Linked DNA regions of Mus musculus: region 1 is linked to region 2. Evidence: chromatin contacts called from public promoter capture Hi-C data. All regions are on one chromosome and are shown on one strand. Each heading gives the region's core, a stretch centred on a gene start, on an enhancer-like site or on the middle of the called end of the contact. The rest is flanking DNA. Distances are from core to core; before and after follow the strand shown.

The links. Promoter capture Hi-C pulls out the DNA fragments that hold promoters and counts their contacts.
Region 1: a promoter capture Hi-C map of liver shows a contact between it and region 2, with 4 times the contacts expected there. The contact joins two enhancer-like sites. A contact is called at or near these places in 1 of 39 promoter capture datasets (liver) and 1 of 9 other capture datasets (pancreatic islet).

Annotation. Positions count from the first base shown.
Region 1 is chr11:101,876,163-101,881,708 of GRCm38.p6, forward strand. Meox1 (mesenchyme homeobox 1) reads right to left here. Exons shown (of 3, transcript NM_010791.3): 2 at 3,099-3,274; 3 at 1,348-2,567. The coding sequence ends at 2,445. Among named protein-coding and RNA genes, the nearest start is that of Meox1, 15 kb to the right of the region's middle. Within about 2 kb of position 3,104, at least 30 of the 459 cell types and tissues checked have an H3K27ac peak or open chromatin away from gene starts, as enhancers often do. A contact at or near this core is called in liver, where this site is marked.
Region 2 is chr11:101,517,689-101,523,095 of GRCm38.p6, forward strand. It overlaps Brca1 (breast cancer 1, early onset), which reads right to left. Exons shown (of 23, transcript NM_009764.3): 11 at 4,744-4,814. Among named protein-coding and RNA genes, the nearest start is that of Brca1, 32 kb to the right of the region's middle. Within about 2 kb of position 1,448, at least 7 of the 459 cell types and tissues checked have an H3K27ac peak or open chromatin away from gene starts, as enhancers often do. A contact at or near this core is called in liver, where this site is marked.

The sequences.
Region 1 (5,546 bases), core at 1,854-4,353, 360 kb after region 2:
CTGTGGGAGTCTTTTGAGGAATTACAACTCGCACACTGAAGGGTTCCCCCCCCACACTTCTATTTTTGTTGCCTTATGTCAGGCATTGTGCTCCAATTGAAAAGTAGTTGGGCCACCTTTACACAATTAAAAAAATAATTATGTTTGTTTAATCAAACAAAATTAGTGTGTGTGTGTGTGTGTGTGTGTGTGTGTGTGTGCGCACCATGGTGTACATACAGAGATCAGAGGACAACTTAAAGGAGTCAGCTGTCCCTTTCCAACATGTGGGTCTCGGGGACCAAATTCAGGTTGTCAGGCTTGGTGGCAAGGGCTTCTACTCAGTCACTGAGCCATATTGCCAGTCTTATTTCGATACAGTTTTTAATTCTTCTGTTTGTATGTGCAGGTAGGTTCATGTGCACATGTGTGGATACACATGCATATTTTATATGTATGGGTGTTTTGCCTGTAAGTACATATGTGCACCATACGTGTGCACAGAACTCAAGGAGGCCAGAGGAGCAGAGAAGGTTGTCAGATCCCCTGGAACTGGAGTTACAGACCACTGTGAGTCACCATGTGTGTGCTGGGAATTGAACCAGGGTCCTCTGAAGGAGCAGTCAGTGGCGTTTGTTTGTTTGTCTGTTTTAAGATTTATTTATTTTATTTCTATGAGTACACTATAGCTGTTTTCAGATACACCAAAAGAGGGCATTAGATCCCATTACAGATGGTTGTGAGCCACCATTTGGTGGCTGAGAACTGAACTCAGGACCTCTGGAAGAGCAGTCAGTGCTCTTAACTGATGGGCCATCTCTCCAGCTTCTGAGTAGTCAGTGTTCTGTGCGTGCGTGTGTGTGTGTGTGTGTGTGTGTGTGTGTGTGTGTGTGTGTGTGTGTGCGCGCGTACACACTTTTGCAACAAAGTCTCTCACTAACCAGAAACTCACTAAGTATGCTAGCACTTCATCCACTGAGCTTCTTGCCTCAGTCCCAAGTTTTAAGTGTGTGTGTGGGAGACACAGAGAGAGAGGGGGGGGGAGAAGGAGAGAGAGGGAGAGAGAAAATCTGTATGCACATTTGGGTGCTATGCCCATAGAACCACAAGAGGATGTCAGATCCCCCTGATGTTGGAGTTACAGGCAGTTGTGCGCTGATGTCCCTGCTGAGAACATCCTAGCCACTGAGCCATCTCTCCAGCCCCATACCCATCTCCTGAAGAACCTGTGAGAGGGCGCTTTGGTCTAGGTGACTTCCCTCCTTTCTCTCTTTCCTTCTAGACATTGTCTGGATAATCATTAGACGAGCGTCAGCATTACACATGAGAGCCATGACTCTGAAATCTATAAGGAAAAAGGCTGGAAACTGCATTTTTTTGTTGATTTATTTCTCTGAGAGTTTTCTTACAAAGTGAATTGACCTTGCACAATTAGCTTGATGTAATCTTAGGAAAAAAAAACATATGAAATATGCTGTAGGGGAAAACTGATACATGCTCTAACTTGCCATCTCATTTGACAATCATTTTCCACAGCTTCTGTCTTGATGGGGTGGGGAAGGGAACTGGGGTTATTTTTAAACACTCACAATCAGATCTCCATGCAAGAAATTCAAATACTTGCTGACCCTCCTTCTGCAACATCAGCAGGATCTGGGAGATCCACCATCTAATACTGAGGCACACAGGGGTCTCTTCCAAGGAGACTGTTGCCTGAGGCTGTTTTCCCACCAGTCCTCACAGGAGCATCCTCAGAAGTTGGGTCTGAGATCTGAGCTGCGCATGTGTGTGAACCTGGGAGGTCTTCCCACAAAGCTTTTTCCGGAACACGCAGGATAGGTCCAAATGCATCCCATGGAGGAAGATGGGTTGTTTTCCTGTCCTTATCTGCAGTCAGAGTCCTTGGAGAACACAAGACGCTGCAGCCTGAGAACGTTCTACTTCCAAGGTCCACGTATCTCAGTCCTCATCCATCAGCTCTTGTGCTATCCTCTCCGTCCTTAGACACAGGAGCCACTTCCTAACCTTCAACTCAACGGTGTGAACATCTGGAGAGAGGTTTGCTTTTACAAGTCACCAGCTGGTACCAAGGAATGGATTCTGCATAGGCCAGATGGGGCCAGACCCAGAGGAGACCCTGATGTAAGAGGGGGATGCTAGGTGTGGGTAGTAGCCAAGAGACCCAGAAAAGAGGGCCCCAGGCTCTGTTTCTATAGTTTCCCAGTCCTTTGGAGTTCAAGAGAGAGTGGGAAGTTGAAGGCCTGGGGAAGGGGCTGCTGAGATGTAAGGACGCTGAGCTAAGCCTTCTGGGAAATTCAAGGCTCCCACATACTGGGCAACTTCACACCTTAGAGTGTGTGCAGGCTGCCCTGGGTGGGTCCAGAGATGTGAGAGGGTGGGACCGGGTGGTGGGAACTGGAGAGGGGGTTCCTTCAGTCTTTCTTGGTTTTGGTCTTTGGAGCATCTCACTCTGAACTTGGAGAAGCTGCAGAGTCCCCATCCTCTCGGTCCTGCTCCTGTGGGGACACAGGCTGACCCCCCTTCACACGTTTCCACTTCATCCTCCGGTTCTGGAACCAGACTTTGACCTGAAAGAGGAAGCAAAAGGATCAGGTCTCTCCAGGGTTAGGGTCACCCCCTCGCCACGTTGCTCAAGATCTGGAACCCTCACTTGTTGATACCCCATAAGGATCCAGGGACCACACAGGTCCGCACTAAGGCCTGCCTACTCTCTGGATGTGGGCAGAGGTGGAAAGTCTCTGACAATTACTCTGGGCTTCCCCCACCCCCCTTACATGCCCTGTCTCCTTGACAACAGGGCTTGCACAATTCCCATGTAAACAATTGCCTTGGTGACTCTGAGGCAAATGCTGATTCAAGTTTGAGGGAAATCAGACCACACATGTCCCAGTTCTTGTTCACATGAGAAGTACCCCGGGGGACCGTTGGAAAACTGGGCTCCCTCCCAGATCAATTACAGATTCTCCATCGGTGGAATTCTGATAACTCTCCATGGGGTGGTCTTCGGTACCGCTGTGGCTGGGTAAAGGGGGGGGGGGCAGGCAGGGGTGACTGGGAAGGGAGGCGAGAAGACAGCAGCGCAAGCACCCAGGCCCCACCTGCCGCTCAGAAAGGTCCAGGTTGACTGCAATCTCATATCTCCGGAGCCGGGTCAGGTAGTTGTGGTGGGCAAACTCTGCCTCCAGCTCCCGTAGCTGCTCCTTGGTGAAGGCTGTCCTCTCCTTCCGGGCTTTGCTGCTGCCTTCTGGCTTCCCTCCTCCGTTCTCCTGGTTGTCTGTGAAAAGAAGACCCCCACATGGGGGAGACATAGTGAGCTCATGACATGAGAGGGCTCATTCTCATCCATCCATTAGTTTGTAAACAGTTGGGCAGCATTTCCTCGTCTGTCTCGCTTTTAAATTACACTGAGAAGCCCTGGCATCCCTCATTCCTTCCAGCATCTTGTCCCTAAGATGGTCCCAGTCTCAAGTGTACTCTGCTCACTTCCGTTCCCCTCGTTAGATTTTCACTTCCTGAGGCAGGCAAAGCACTGCTTGGCTGTTTAACGTCTGTAGTCCCAGCCTGACTCTGGGAAGGCCTCAGTAGCCTGCAGCTCAGGGGTCTCCACACTTCAAGACAAACAAAGTTCCTAGGAAGGGAGGTGTGGCTGAGGATACCCTCCAGCCTTGCCAGGGTATTTTGGGTATTTTGGTATTCTGGCCCTGGGCCCCATGCCTGGTCTGGGGAAGGCATTTAGCACTGTGAGACCAGGAAAGAGGGTGTGCTCCCAGCGTGAGCTTCGACTGAAAACTTGTGTGAAGTAGATAGAAATCACTGCTGAGTCACAAACTCACTGGAGTAGGATGGGAAAATCAACACTTGTGTGTGTGCATGTGTGTGTGTGTGCTCACCTGTGTGCGTGTGTATGTGTGTGCACATTATTTGTGTGTATGTGCATATATGTGTATGTGCACATATGTGTGTGTGTGCATGTGTGGCAGCCAGATGTCAGCATTGGCTGTCTTTCTGTGTCACCCTCTAACTTAGGTCTTAAATAATGTATGTATGTATGTATGTATGTATGTATGTATGTATGTATGTTTGTATGTATGTATGTTTGTATGTTTGTATGTATGTAGTGGGGAGGACAGCTTCTGAGAGTTGGTTCTCTCCATTTGCTGTAAGGTTCCAGAGACTGAACTCAGTGTGTTAGGTTCTTCAGTAAGAGTCTTTGCCCACTGAGCCATTTCAATGGTTTCTCTACCTTAGTTTTTGAGACTAGGTCCTTCACTGAACCCGGAGCTGGCCGGTTTGGCTAGACGGGTTGACCAGTATGCCCAGGGACCCTCCTGTCTCTACTTGCTCATTCCTCAGATTCCAGGCATTTACCACCATGTCCAGAATTGTGTTTTTAAACATGTGTTCCGGGGCTTGGGCTCAGGTCCTCATGCTTGCACAACTGGCTCTTTATCAACAGAAGCAACACAGCCCCAGCCCCGCAACAACCTGTTTAGACAAGCCCTCCTGATGATCATTCTGGATCATTCTGGTCAAGTTTATACAGCACTGCTTTAAGACCGGGTCACTGGACTGTTCCCTGGACCCCAGCTGCATCACCACGTCAGGGAAGCTGGTCACTCACACTGAAGTCGGCCCCAGGAGGCCAAATCTGGAGAACCTTCCGGAAGCCTGAGGACTGGGCTTCTGTTAGACACAGGGGCTCAGTCCTAACCCACGACAGGGCCAGCAAACAGTGTCTGCACCGGCATTTACTTCTTCCTCGCCACAGCACTCCAACCAAGTGGTTTCAGCATTGACCACATTTTATAGACCCGAACTCCAAACACACAGTTCACCTAGCTGCTAAGTGGTGGAGGCAGGACTCAGACCCAGGCAGTTTAATCCACACTGTCTTTGAAGAGTTCACGAACTGTGAAGTCTGGTGTTGATAGAAGGGGCTGCGTCTTGGATGAAGAGCAGGCCGCTGTGCCTCTCTCCCTTAGCAGCAGTTAGCGGTGGAGTAGAGCAGTAGTCACAGGCAGGAGACTAACATACTTGTATAATTCACAAAGTTGGATAGCCAACTGTCACAGGAACCTTTCCTGCCTTGGGGGGGGCGGGCGGGCATAATGTGGCACTTTCTCTTTTATGACTCTTGTTAATCTTGGAGACCTTGGGTGGGGGAATGTGCGTTCTGTGAGCTGCCTGCACCTTTGTTTACTTTCGTTCCCTCATGAGAATTGGCCCACACAGCTGACTGAGGCTGTTGGTCCTCAGAGGCCTGGAGTCTAAACCACCTACATCCAGGGTGGGTGGAAGAATGCAGACTGGGATGAGTTCGGCAAGGGAAACCGCCCACACCCTTAGCTGTGAAGCCAACTTGTGGAGATGTCTGGGGACCCCATTTTAACCCCGAGATCCAGTTTGTAACTCTGGTGCTGACTGCTTCCCTTGTACTTCAGTTTCTTTAGCTGTCATCTGGCCGCCAGGGAAGGAAAGAAGGGCTCAGGAAGGTGGTTGGAAGGCACAGGGAGTGGGGCGGGTGAGGGTGCTTGCGGCTCAACTCC
Region 2 (5,407 bases), core at 198-2,697:
GCTCCTCATTTTCTTTTAAAGATGGGGGACAGACTGGGGTAATTACAGTACTTTAAGCTTAAATTCACAAGAATCTGTTCACAAACTATATAAACTGTGTTCTAAAGACTCGCTACTGTGAGATAAGACATTTAATTAGTCTACAAAATGCCTAGTTAAAAAATTTTTTTTAAGTTCAGGTTTATGAATGATTTATCTCCATGTGCGTGCCCGATGCTCTCAGAGGTCACGGAAGGGCATTGAAGCCATCAGCTGGAGCTGAATCCAGGTCCTCTGAACTGAGTGGTCTGTTAACCACTGAGCCCCTTCTCCAGCCCCATTTATTTATTTCTTATTATTTTTAAAATTTAAAAATGTATTTGTAGCTGAGTGAAAAGATACATCGCTGTGCTTAGATCCAAGTAAATTTAGTTTTTACATGGATTCAGTGTTGAATAATTTCCTACGATGTTCTAGAAAGCCTATAACAAGTTGCTGTTTTCTTTTTCTTTTCTTTTTTATAAAAGATTTATTTATTTATTTATTTATTTATTTAACGTGTGTGAGTGCACTGTAACTGACTTTCAGACACACCAGAAAAGGGCATCAGATGCCATTACAGATGGCTGTGAGCCACCATGTGGTTGCAGGGATTTGAACTCAGGGCTTTTGGAAGAGCAGTCAGTTATCTTAACCGCTGAGCCACCTCTCCAGCCCAAATTACTGTTTTCAATTCAAGAAAATGAACTCTTCTTTCCCATAGGTTCATACTGTTTACTGATCCACCTTAAGACGTAATCTAGCTACCTTTAATCCCAGTACTTGGGAGGTAGAGGCAGGTAGATCTTTGTGAGTTCAAGGCCAGATTGCAGAGTGGTCTACAAAGTGAGTTCCAGAATAGCCAGAGTTGTTACACAGAGAAACCTTGTCTTGAAAGCAGAAAACAAAACAAACAAACAACAACAACAACAACAAAACAAACAAAAAAAAAGAGTAATTTCAGCTAAGCATAATAGCTTTAATAGCAGTAGTTGAGTTGAGTTGAGGCCATCCTGGTCTATATAGTGAGTTCCAGGATAGCCAAGACTACACAGTGAGATCCTGTCACAGACAATCTAGCAAGTCTAAGGTATTTGACAAGCAAAGGATGTGGACAAATAAAGAATTTCCCAATATGTATGTCTCTTCATCACTTTTAGAAGAAATGCCGATGCTAGGTTTTCAGCTGCTGGAGGGGAACAAAATCTGTTTCACCTTCTCTGTCTTTTGACCTTGAAAGTGACTTTGCTTTCCACTAAAATCAAGCCATATTCTTCCTACAGCTATGATAAATTCATAGTTCCCAGGAGAACTTTATGATGAAAAAACCAAATAAACAAAACGTAATTTCGAGCTTTACAAAGGTTCCCACTGCTACTGAGACTGTAATGCTGCCAACATCTGCAGTGCCACCAATGCCACCACGTGGTACCCGTGAGTACTGACATCACTGATCAAATCCTAGCCAAGGCCCCACACAGATATCAGACCAATTCTTTAAAAGCTGAATTAATAACACTCACAGCTATGCCATCTAACTTCCACATGGCCAGTAAACATACCAGAAAATCAGAAAGAAAAGTAATCGGACCACTACTGCAGTGGCTTTTCCTACAGGAAGGAATGTAAAACTTAAGACAATTCTACTATAGGTATAGGTGCTCAAATGCACCAGGGAGGACAAAGCCAGACAGGTTACCACGTTTATCTCTTTACATCAAGAATCCTTTTTCCAAAAGGGCCTCAAATGGCGTAACACAGCTCAGTTAATAAGCTAGTATTTTTCAGCGCTAAAGAACTTCGTCATTACTGCCCTCAAGTCAAAGTTCAGATTCCTAGATAAACCATTCCAAAGTCTGAGGACAGCTTGATCCTATCTGTTATTGACGCCCAGCATTTCCCATCAGCCCAGCTTTCTAGAGACACTAGACTGCTCAGTGGCGGTCCCTATGCATTCAGGCCATCTGTATCTTTGCCTCAGTTCCCACATCCCCTCTTTTCCCATTTGGTAATCTTTTCTAATCTTTCAAAGCCCAGCAATACCTGTCTATCAGGACAGCAGTGTGCCTCATTACGTGGCTCAGGCTGCCAAAGCATCACTACATTCAGGGGAACACACAACTTCCCTGATGGGAGGAGGAATCCTTGTTGATTTTGTGTTCTTTTTGTTTTGAAGAGCGGTCTATGTATCCTCGGCTAGCTTCAAAGTTGAGATTCCCCTGTCTAAGCTTCCCTCACACTGGGAATGCCAAGGTCATGGGCGTACAAGGTATGCAACCCTAAGTCCCGTACCACTGCCCATCACAGAGGAACTTCACAGCCAGTGTTTAATATGAAAATGGACAAATGAATTAAATCTTTGAGTTACAAAATGGGGGGGGGGGAGGTAGGAGGGTTGGCAAGATGGTTCAGTGTGAAAAGGTACTTGCCACCAAGCCTAATGACATGAGGTTAATCCTTAGGTCCTACATAGTGGGTGGGAGGAGACAATCTTGCACCTTCACTGCACACACACCCACACTACACATATACTATACACACACCATGAGCATCACAAAGTATATCAGTGATTCCACATGAGGCACTCTGTATCATCTCTTACCCTTCAGTTCTATATGAACATAGGGAAAGTCCATTGCAATCATTTTGCTTGTCCGTGCAACTCAACATCAAAGCTACCTGTCTTGAATAGATACTTGATATAAAAACACTTAAAACAATGAATCCTGATCAAATAATGAGCATCTTTCTGGGAATAGGATCAGAGACCCAAGAAACAACACAGTAGTGTATTGAATGTCAGATTTAATACAGTATGGCTAAGACAGATGGAATAAAAAGCTGAAACTTAAAAAACAAGCAGCTAAGGGACAGAATTAGGTGACAGACATATTGACAGAGCCCCAAATAAATCCAGAAAGGACCATGAGAAGATTTAAGTCTTTTAATCAATTTTTGTCTTATTTTGTTAAGACAAGGTGTCACTTTGTAGGCCTGGCTGGCCTGGCATTCACCATGTAAACCAGCCTGGCCCGGAACTCAGAGATCCACCTGCCTCTGCCACTGGGGTGCTGGAACCAACAGGGGATGCTGTCTTTGGTGACAACAAAGTGACCTTAGTAATACTAAGAATTCCCAGTTTCATTTAGTTTTGTACTTTTTAAGAAGAGAAGACGGGGGGACTGGTGAGATGGCTCAGTGGGTAAGAGCACCCGACTGCTCTTCCGAAGGTCAGGAGTTCAAATCCCAGCAACCACATGGTGGCTCACAACCATCCGTAACGAGATCTGACTCCCTCTTCTGGAGTGTCTGAAGACAGCTACAGTGTACTTACATATAATCAATAAATAAATCTTAAAAAAAAAAAAAAAAAAAAAAAAAAGAAGACAGCTGGAGAGATGGCTTAGCAGTTAAGAGCACTGACTGTTCCTCCAGAGGTCCTGAGTTCAAATCCCAGCAACCACATGGTGGCTCACAACCATCTGATTATCTTCTGGAGCGTCTGAAGACAGCTATAGTGTACTTACATATAATAAAATAAAATCTTTAAAAAAAAAAAAGAAGGGGAAGAAAAGTCACTCGTATGCTGCAGCTAAAAGCACATTTATGCTTTAAGAGAAACAGAAGCTATAGCAAGATGATTCAAACCACACCACGGGACCAGTGAGTCAGCTCACTTGCCACCACAGGAGGACCTGATTTGATCCTCAGCACTGCCGCACAGACTGTGTCACCTGACCTCCACACATTTACCCTGGTGGCATATCCACATACATACATACAAATATGTATGTTAAAAAAAAGAAGCCGGGCGTGGCAGCGCATGCCTTTAATCCCAGTGCTCGGGAGGCAGAGGCAGGCTGATTCGGATTTCTGAGTTCGAGGCCAGCCTGGTCTACAAAGTGAGTTCCAGGACAGCCAGGGCTACACAGAGAAACCCTGTCTCAAAAAACAAAACCAAAAAAAAAAAAAAAAAAAAAAAAAAAAAACAAAACCAAAAAAAAGTATCGCTATTTTAATTCAGAGAAAATAAGCCAATTAACTGAGATCACATGGTCAGGCACAGAGAGTCTGACCAATACTTGCTCCAGACTTGCTGTACACTCTGCCTAGGACTCTGTAGAGGAATACAGGATGGGGAACCCTCAGAAGTTGCCCAGCTAGTGAAAGATAAACACAGGAAAGAAATACCTAGACAAATCTAAGGTTTGAAATGCAAGTTTAGGAATTTTTTTTCTTTTTAATCAAAAAGAAAGTTAGGCGATAAACCTAGGATCTGGCTGTGAGAATGATGTTTTTCCCAAGAGCCTGTCCTGCCTCGAGTGCAGGAGCACTCACGTCATCTGTGGGAGTTACCAGGTGCAGGAATGAATACCCTGGCCATTCGTTTCCAAGTAGAAAGATACTAACAAGCAACTAGATAATAAAAGACAAAAATTAAAAGAAATAATACAGTGAAAGGTAAGATGGCCTCTAGTGGAAAGAATCCTGTAGGCTTCAGTTTGGTTCAGAGAATAAACATATCCCTTTGATACAATAGTGCTTTCATATAATTTTGCTATAAGGCAAGTAGGATTTTTAGATCTGGCTGGGGTTCTACAGTTAAAAGGTAGTGAGTTCCACCCAGATGCTTTAGAAGTGTCCCTTAAGGAAACAAAGGACCATGTATGAGCACGTAGGTTTACACTATCCAGAGGACATCACAAACGCGTGCCTGCTTCTTACCTGAGTGGTTAAAATATCACTCTGCGAGCAGTCTTCAGAAAGGTTTGTTTCACTCTCGTATCCGGATGCCTCTTCACATAAAATGACAACACAATCAGAGACTCAGATGTAAAACTGGACCGCGAACCCTGCAGCCTCAGTGCCTGTTCCTCCCCTTGTATAGCTTCTACTTCTCCCTCATGTCACATAATTGGCTACATTTGGGACACTGGATTTCCTTTCAGAACTCCCACAATAGGCTGGGTGAGGTAATGAATGTATTTAATCCCAGATTTTGGGAGGCAGAGGCTGGCAGATCTCTGTTCCAGGCTAGTCAGAGCTACATAGACAAACTGTCTAAAACCAAAACCAAAACCAAAGCCCAAACAAATCAGAAAAATTCTGCAATAAAAAGTAGAATCAAGTCTACTGAAAATTAGGTTACTCAAGCTCATGCCCCCAGGCATTCTGGCTGCATGACAGCATTAAAATATTTTATTTTTAATCATGTGTATGTCTGTGTGGGCTACTTATACACTAATGCAGGAGACACCGGGGGGAGCCACCTGAAATGGGTGCTGGGAATTCAACTTGGTCTTAGATAGAGCACCACTTTATTTTTTTAATGTGCATTTGTGTTTTACCTGCATGTATAAGTGTGAGGGTAATGGGTTCCCCTGGAATT